Linked DNA regions of Anser cygnoides: region 1 is linked to region 2. The links are chromatin contacts, called in public Hi-C maps. All regions are on one chromosome and are shown on one strand. The core of a region is the stretch at or near the end of the contact, and the rest is flanking DNA. Distances in the headings are between cores, read along the strand shown.

Evidence for each region. Hi-C and Micro-C count contacts between places; a contact is called where the count stands out from the background.
Region 1: a Hi-C map of liver shows a contact between it and region 2, with 9 times the contacts expected there. The contact joins the promoter of CYFIP1 here to the promoter of LOC106035704 in region 2. A contact is called at or near these places in 2 of 7 Hi-C or Micro-C datasets (both in liver).

Annotation. Positions count from the first base shown.
Region 1 is chr1:139,839,354-139,843,709 of Taihu_goose_T2T_genome, forward strand. CYFIP1 (cytoplasmic FMR1 interacting protein 1) reads left to right here and starts at 2,975. Exons shown (of 31, transcript XM_013180689.3): 1 at 2,975-2,996.
Region 2 is chr1:139,514,819-139,519,318 of Taihu_goose_T2T_genome, forward strand. LOC106035704 (cohesin subunit SA-2-like) reads right to left here and starts at 1,525. Exons shown (of 31, transcript XM_066983138.1): 1 at 1,396-1,525; 2 at 953-1,109. The coding sequence starts at 996. It overlaps GTPBP6 (GTP binding protein 6 (putative)), which reads left to right and starts at 1,507. Exons shown (of 10, transcript XM_048051173.2): 1 at 1,507-2,023; 2 at 3,188-3,325; 3 at 3,762-3,832. The coding sequence starts at 1,642.

The DNA.
Region 1 (4,356 bases), core at 1,725-4,224, 330 kb after region 2:
TATGCTGTTAAGCTTAATTGCTAAAATATCCAAGTGGAAAGGTGCAAAACTGGAGAGTATATAAGCATTTTAGACAAATGTAGGCAGGACCCCAAGGCTCCTGTCAAACCTCTTCGTTCACGCAGAATGGCAGGGAACAGAAACCTTCTGTGGATTCCTGTGGGCTCCCACAGAAGATTTTCTTTCATAGACCTTGCATAAATACTGTAAAGCCCAAAGAAAGGAATTCAAAACAGAATGAAACCAGCTGGAATTCAGGAAATAGGCTTGTGGGTGTCCGTGGCTAGCATAGTGCTTTGAATAAAGGCTTTGTCTAATATACAGAGAATTGGATTAAGCTTGTTACTACCATAATATCTATTGTTCATCTGATGTAGGTGTAAGGTACACAAATTGTCAGGAACATAATACGTTGGTGTTACCGATCTCAGCAAAGATAGCTGACAAGTAGGGGTTAAATACCAGGTTTAAATAAATTCCACTCAAAATAGGGTGGTTTGAGATCCTAATTCTGGCCATTGGCATCATAACAAACTTCATAACTAAGACTTCAGCAAGGCTTTTGACACGGTTTCCCATAGGATCCTACTGGACAAAATGTCCACCATACAGCTAAATAAAAACATCATACAATGGGTGAGCAATTGGCTAACGGGCAGGGCCCAAAGGGTTATGGTAAATGGGGCTGCGTCAGGCTGGCGGGCGGTCACCAGTGGTGTCCCTCAAGGCTCCATTTTAGGGCCGGTACTTTTCAATATTTTTATAAACGATCTGGATGTAGGAATAGAAGGTATTTTGAGCAAGTTTGCTGATGACACCAAACTTGGAGGAGTTGTGGACTCGAATGAGGGTGGAAAGGCCTTGCAGAGGGATCTGGATAGGTTAGAGAGCTGGGCGATCACCAACCGCATGAAGTTCAATAAGAGCAAGTGCCGGGTCCTGCACCTGGGACGGGGAAACCCTGGCTGCACGTACAGACTGGGCGATGAGACGCTAGAGAGCAGCCTAGAAGAGAGGGATCTGGGGGTTGTGGCTGACAGCAAGTTGAACATGAGCCAGCAGTGTGCCCTGGCAGCCAGGAGGGCCAACCGTGTCCTGGGGTGCATCAAGCACGGCATCGCTAGTAGGTCAAGGGAGGTGATTGTCCCGCTCTACTCTGCGCTGGTGCGGCCTCACCTCGAGTACTGTGTGCAGTTCTGGGCACCACAGTATAAAAAGGACATGAAACTGTTGGAGAGTGTCCAGAGGAGGGCTACAAAGATGGTGAAAGGCCTGGAGGGGAAGACGTACGAGGAACGGCTGAGGTCACTGGGCCTGTTCAGCCTGGAGAAGAGGAGGCTGAGGGGAGACCTCATCACAGTCTACAGCTTCCTCGTAAGGGGGTGTCGAGAGGCAGGAGACCTTTTCTCCATTAACACCAGTGACAGGACCCGCGGGAACGGGGTTAAGCTGAGGCAGGGGAAATTTAGGCTCGACATCAGGAGGGGGTTCTTCACAGAGAGGGTGGTTGCACACTGGAACAGGCTCCCCAGGGAAGTGGTCACTGCACCGAGCCTGTCTGAATTTAAGAAGAGATTGGACTGTGCACTTAGTCACATGGTCTGAACTTTTGGGTAGACCTGTGCGGTATCAAGAGTTGGACTTGATGATCCTTAAGGGTCCCTTCCAACTCTATGATTCTATGATTCTAAGACAAAGCTGTTGTCAATTTGCACTCACCCAGGACACGGAAACTAAAGCAATCCTGCATTATAAAGGTGAGTTGTTCTTTAACAACTTTAACTTCTATTTTAACAACATTGCCCCAAGAGTGGTTTGTAGAAGAGAGTGTAGTATCAGCCAGAAACTGAAGCATCTCACTCTCGTTGTCTTCTACAGTTCTCACTGACCTGGGTTTAGGAGCTAGGCTGATCAGGAACTGTGATGGGTGAAATTCGTTCATTTGATACATGCACTCAGAGTACATCATGGAAACATACAGACAGAGAAGCAGCGGCAGCCCCATCCTAGAAAAGAAACGTGCATAGATGAATAGACTAGCACTGAATGCAGCACTGGAAAAAATAGGACTCTGGAGATATGACAGTAACACGGTGAAACGGTAGTAATAACATTTTGAAATGATGCGTAATTTCTCCACAGGCTGTTGGAATTGATCATGTGGAATGGGTGGAATAATGTGATGAGACGGTACTTGAAGTGATGATAATTACGGGGCTCAGCAACTTATTCCCACTTTCCGAAGGCTTCCTTGTAGATGATATTGCAAAAAAAAAAAAAAAAATGAAAAAAGCTGTTTAAGGAAACTTAGTACAGTGGGAAGTCATTTGGGGAAAAAAAAATCAAGTAAAGGAATAATTAATTGTTCTCAGCACAAAAACCCAGTAGTGACAGTGTCCTACTAACAGCTGTTAGAAGCAAAGACATAAAAGTGCTTGCTACAGCAATGCTGTGCAGTTTGCTAATGCTTGCAGAAACTTTTCAAGAGTAAATGTTGGATGCAACTCACAGTAGTCACACCAAAAGCAAATAGGCTTTGAGGAAAAATCAAAATTGTTTGGAAGTTTCCAAGCTCTACGTTGTCAGTAACTCGTATATATATACGGTATTGCATTCTGCCTACCCTAAAATAGCAATTTTGACAAACTTTAATGAAGCAGTTTCATGTTATGATAGAGCATCTATGTTCATTTGATGAATCTTGAAGAACCAGAACTCGAAATGGGAGAACGTGAAGTGGAAAAAAACGTAAGCAGCTTTTAAAATGAGCAAGTCCACCGTGCGTTTTACAGAAAAAACACAGCAGGGAGGTTGTCGCCACCCAGCGAAAATCGCTGTTCTGGGTTTTCCTGCTTTTAGTTCCCAGTAGCCGGGGCGTTTCAGCCGGGACGAGGGCCGTACGTGAGCACCACCTAGAGGAAATATCCTTAAGGGGTTTTCTGGTGCCTCCCCTCTCATTCTTTCAGGTCCGATCCTTGACCCTTACTGCCGAAGAGGTAAAGTGGAAGGAGAAAAAAAGAAACCGAGGCGTTGATTTTACACACGGGGGGGCCGGGGGGTGGCCCAGGCTCTCCCTTTGAGTATGGCCCCGAGGCGGGCGCTGCCTTTTTGTGTGTAAACACAACAGAAGCTCCAGCCAACACCCTCATCTCGTCAGGGGAGGCCGAACCGGAGGGCCGGGCAGGGAGAAAGGGCCGCGGCGGCGGGACGAGGAGGAGGAGGAGGAGGAGCTGGAGCGGCAGGAAGGGTGTTTCCCTGCGCGGCTCCCGCTCCCGGTGACTCAGGCAGGAAACTCCCCGCCCGGCGCGGCCCAGGAGCGGAGCCGCCCGCCTGAAGCCCCCCTCTCGGCCCCCCGGAGCCGGGCCGGGCCCCCCGGAGCCGGCAGCGCCCAGCGGGTGAGAGCGGTGGCGGCGGCGGAGCCTCCCCGGGCTGCGGACCGGGGGCGGCCCCGGGCTGCGGGCCCCGGCGGCGGCGCCTCGGGTGCGGCCTCGCCCCCTGCCCGGCTTACGGGCGCCGTGCCCCTTCCACCCGCGGCGGGAGGTGGCCTCGTTTGGGGGCTTTTAGTTTATTTTACTTTATTTTCGCGGCGTCCCCGTTTCTCGTAGTGCGGCGGGCCGCGCCTGCTGCTCGCGGGTGGGCGCCTAAAAGCCGGCCTTTTCCTCGCTTAGTGCAGAAAGTCCAAATTCTCGCCTCGGCGACCGTGATCCGTCGTGAGGGCTCGGGTTTTGCTTCCTGGGCTGTCCCCTAGCGGGTTGGGTGGGGGAAACCCCTCAGGAGCAAGCAAAAATCGTGTGTAAGTCCACCCTGCTCTTCCCATCAAGGGGGCGATCCCGTCGGTCTGCAGCCATAGGGTAGGGCTTTTGGGGAAGTCGAGCTTTATCCAGTTAAAGGAGTGATGTGTCAGTGAAAACAGCGGCATAAAGGGGTTGCTGGGTGGTGGCGTGCTGCTCTTGGACATCTTGTACACACCTCAGATGTGTTTCTGACAGACGGGGACTGAAACGCATTTCATCCCTTCGAGTATTTCTTTCACCCCATGAGGTGTTCCTCCAGCTCCTCAGCAGCTCCGTGAAGCGTCTGTACCTTTCGGTAAGCTCTCGCTGCCTTGCTTTTTTATTCCTGCGCCGTCTGATGGTAGGTTTGAGTGGCATTTAGACATGTAAATTGTTATTTATGCCAGGGAGACGTGCTACAGGAAAGTCGTCTTGGAGCCTGCCCGGAGTGGTGGCTCCCCTTTCGGGGAGGAAAGCTGCCTGGAAGGGTTTCTCCTTAATTACGCGGTCCTACAGCACGCTGCTGTAAACTGTGGGAGATGCAAAGCTTAGGTTAGGCTCTCTAATGAGCGAGGTCCTTATT
Region 2 (4,500 bases), core at 275-2,774:
GTGCAACTGCTTCACCTTTTAGAAGCAACAAAAATCACCCAACAATAAGAAGCTCAGCTAAACAATTGCCAGGCACCTACCTGTCACGTTTGAAACTAAAAGGTTTTCTTCAGATGAAACATTTGGGAAAGGACATTTGGCAAGCTACACTGATTGTCATCATGGCCTACAAGGAAAGCACCTCTTAGAGCCTGACAAAGCAAAAGACCTGGTGCACACTTGCTTGAAGGTGACGAGTTGAGGAAAGACCAGGCTACAATGAGCTCAAAGCTAGCAAGACTAGATATCTAAGAAGTTTCACTCTTCAAAACTACACAAGATATGCTCAAATTTAGTAACTTAATTATTTATTTGTATCTGCTCTTTCTCCTTACCTATCCCATTCTATAAACAGTATGAATGCATTTGATTTATAGATCGCCTCAACTGATGACTGAAAACACAGCCTCTGAAGGGGGAAGACTTGACATACCCCTGATGAAAGCAGCTCTGGAGAAGCACATCCTCTCCCCCTGCTCTAAGGCAACAAGGAATATGCAATGCCAACAGATAGGCTACAGATAACTTGGTACTCTTCCCTCTCAGCACCTTAAATCTGTCACTGGAGTGAACACACCCACTCAGACTATAAATCTGCCCATTTTTATTCAAACTAGGTTCACTTGCACAGTAGTGAACAGGGCACAGAGAAGCTTGTAAGGCCAACCTCCCTGCACATCAGCATAAAGCAACATTTAGAAGATGCTAAACAATACATGAAAGGGAAAGGAAACAAAATGCAGAGGTTGGTAACAAGACACAGCCAATCCCCTTTATCTTCCCTCCCACCCTATTTGACACGTTCATTCCCCCACTTATCTGCAGGACACAGATTTAAGGGACAGCGCCCGAATTTACCCCAAAATAAATAAATAAATAAATAAATAAATAAATAAGCGGCGCCAGGTCTTACTTTTGGCTGGGAAGGCTGCTGGCTGCGTTGGGCTCGGCTATCATTTCCACTACATTATTTCGGCAGCGCTGGCAGCAAGCTGAGAGGGGGCTCCTGAGGAAACTTCACCGCGGCGGGGCTCCGAAACCCGCGATCACACGGCGGCGGGCCGAGCGGGCTGTCAGGAGGAGAGAAGAGGGCGAGATAATTACGGAGCCACTCACTAAAGCCCCTCACGGCCGGCCGGGGGGAATTAATTCCGTCAGGGAAGCGGGGGAGGGGGGGGGGCGGGGGGGAAGCGGGGGAGGGGGGGGGGGGGCGGGGGGGAAGCTGCCCGGACCCCCCCCCTCCCTCAGGGCCCTTCCGAGGGCGGCGGGCGCGGCCCTGGCGGCTCTGAGGGGACGGAGGAGGAGGAGGAGGAGGAGGAGGAAGAAGGCTCCGCGGACGCGCGCCGCCCCGCTCACCTGCCTGTGAGGGGATGTGGGGGGGGAGGGGCACGGGCACGGGGACGCGCACTCCAACGGTCGATCGCGCGCTCGCGCCGCCGGCTCCCTGCTCCCGCCCGCCGTCAATCACGGCGGCCCCCCGGCCTATCAGCGGCGGGGATCGCTGCCGCCAGGGGGCGGGCCGAGGCGCGCGCTTTGCCCCGCCGCCTCGCGGCCGCCGTAACGGCCGTAACGGTCCCGCCCCGCGCTGAGGGGGGCAGCGCCATGGGGCCCGGCCGCCTCCTGCGGCCGATGCTGCGCTGCTGCCGGGCGGCCACCGCGGCGGCGCCTCCTCCTCCTCCTCCTCCTCCTCGGGGGGCGGCGGCTCTGAGGGGGCCGCTCAGCGCCGCGCTCCGCCGCTGGGCGCCTCAGCGGCCGCCGGACAGGGGCGAGCCGCCGCGGGCGGGCAGCGGGGGGCGAGGGGCGGGCGGTGACGACGACGACGACGACGACAACGATGATGGAGAGGAAGATGAGGAGGAGGAAGATGAGGGTGTGGAGGAGCTGCTGGGCCCCTCGCCGCTCGGCCCGCTGCCCGGCGCGCAGCGGGTGGCGGTGGTGCAGCCGGCGGTCCGCTGGGGGCCGAAGAAGCCGCAGCTCACCACCGGTGGGTGGGCGGGAGGGGGCAGCCCCGGGCCCGGTGTCAGCCCTGCTCATTGCTGGGGGCACCCCCAGCCCCGTTATTAGCCCTGATAATTCCTGGGGACACCCCCGGTCCGTTTATTATCCTTGCTCGTTACAACACGTTACCCCTTCACAGAACAAAATGGTTAACTTTTCAGACTTTGTGTAAGCCTTCCCGTTTTGCAAGCGGGAAAAATTATGAAAGCACTCGTCTGACCAAAAAAAGTACTTGAGAACAGCAGTGAGCCCTTTCCATCTGTTCAGGCCCTCCAGATGAAGAGCCCGAAGTCTAAGGAAACGATTTGGGGTGAATGCTGAAATGCCAGAGTTACAACAGAAAAATGAGCACTTTATGAGGAACGCTATCGATAGGATGAGAAAGAGGATCATGGTTATGATTAAAAATATATTACCTTTTGGACCTCTTTAATACATCAAATGTGTTTTCCTATCTAGAGAAACATGATGAAGCTCCTATGGAATGAGGATCTTCTGTCTGGCAAATCAAAACTGGATCTACCGATCTGATTTGCCCTTGTAGCCCTCGTGATTTCATGAAATCCTCATAAATCAGTGCTTTGCCATGTAGATGCTTTAAAAAAAATACCAACTAATGAAGCAGATTGAAATCTGTGTCTTTAGCAAGTCAGAAGCCAGTGTAGGTCCTTGATAAGAGTAGGTACCAGTGGTAAGAAGCAGGGTATGCAGTATTAGTAGTTCTTTACATATTTCCACAAAACACTGAGGGATTAATCCTGTGGCCTTGTGCTCATCCAAAATAACAGTTTAATCTAAAGCTAGTTAATCATTTTATTTTTTAAGAATAAAGTACAGCGTAGAGGCAAAGAGGTGAGTAATTTATTGACCATACAATTGAGAATTCAAAATCAAGAACCATAAAAATAATTTGTACTGGCAGAAAGATGCTTTGGTGTAGTAAAATTACATCGAATAGGAGTTTAATTATTCTGATTAGAGGTAAGGCATTTTGCACCTTATGCTGCTCGTTAAACAAATGGACCTGTAGAATTTAAGTGAAGCATAGTTGTTCCCTGGTCACACATGTCGTGTAGTTACTGGCAATTTGAGCAGTTGATATATTATAATCTTTTTTTTTTTCTTTTTCTGTGTGTGTGTGTCTCTAAAGCTGAATTACAGATTGCTGAAGCCGTTGCTCTCGTAAATACCCTTCCGAACTGGACTGTTTTAGATAAAATAATTATTCCTACAAAAAATCCTGACAAGAAGTTCGTTTTTGGCAAAGGAAACTTTGATGTTTTGACAGGTAAGGACTGAGGTTTGTCAGGACAGCATCTTTCAGAAAGGAAAGCTTCTGCAGCTGGAAACTATTTAAGGATAGCTATAAAAGTTGAAAAGAGGTAAAGGTTTTATTAATCCATCAAATAGGTTTACAGACAAACTTCAAAGATATTTTTTTTCAAGGTAACAAAAACAACACAGGATAGAAAAAAAACATGTTCATTTGAAATGTGTGGGGCACCTTAATCGCTGTTTAAGTGATTGACGTAAAAGAAACTGGCAGCTGTTTTTGACATAGTATGAAATTAGCGTGAATACGGCTGTTCTGTGGACAAAGAATATGATGCCATTTGGTATTTTATGAGCACTGTGCTCAGTGCAAAATGGTTTTGTATTCTGTATATTTTAAAAAGAGAATTGACATTTAACACTGCATTTTGTAACGGTTATCCGTCTTCTAGAAAAGATTAAAAAATTGCCCCATGTGACAGCTGTCTTCTTGAATGTGGAAAGAGTATCTTCAATAACAAAGGTAATTTAATATCAAATCATATTCTTTATATCCATATTATTTAGAAGATCTTGATGCTATCGGAAGGAGGGTTGGTTATGACTCTGAATTCGCAAATGATAATATATGAAGCCAGCTGAACTGAGTTTTTCTGAAAGGAAACTTTAATTCCTGTTATATTTGTCCAGCTGATATAAGTGTATCCAGCTGTCATGCATGAAGTTTTCCTGCAGCCTTATAGCCTTTTAGTATAGACTGTGCTTGCACATTTGCCACTGGCTGTACTTAAAATGTTGGAGAAACTTCTCGGATCTTATTCACAAAAGGGAGGTGATAACATAGCTTTTGTTGTGAAGGAATGTCAAGATTTTGGATTACATACATGCACGGGTTTCCATACCTCTATGAATTCTATATGTTTTTTCTATAGTGCTATGTCTGCTGTATTGGATTTTGAATATGAGGTATAAATTCAGAGCAAATCTGTATATATTTTTTTGTATTTTTAAACTTTCATTCCTAATCCTTACAAAGAAAATGTATTTTACAAAGATAGATTGCTTGAGGGCAGAAGCATGCTTCGCTTTTTTTTTAAACGCATTGGCAGTAAAATAACTGGCATGTGAACTATAGATGCCCTTTGGCATGTTTAGGCAAACTGAAATAAATACTTCTTAGCTTTTTTGCAT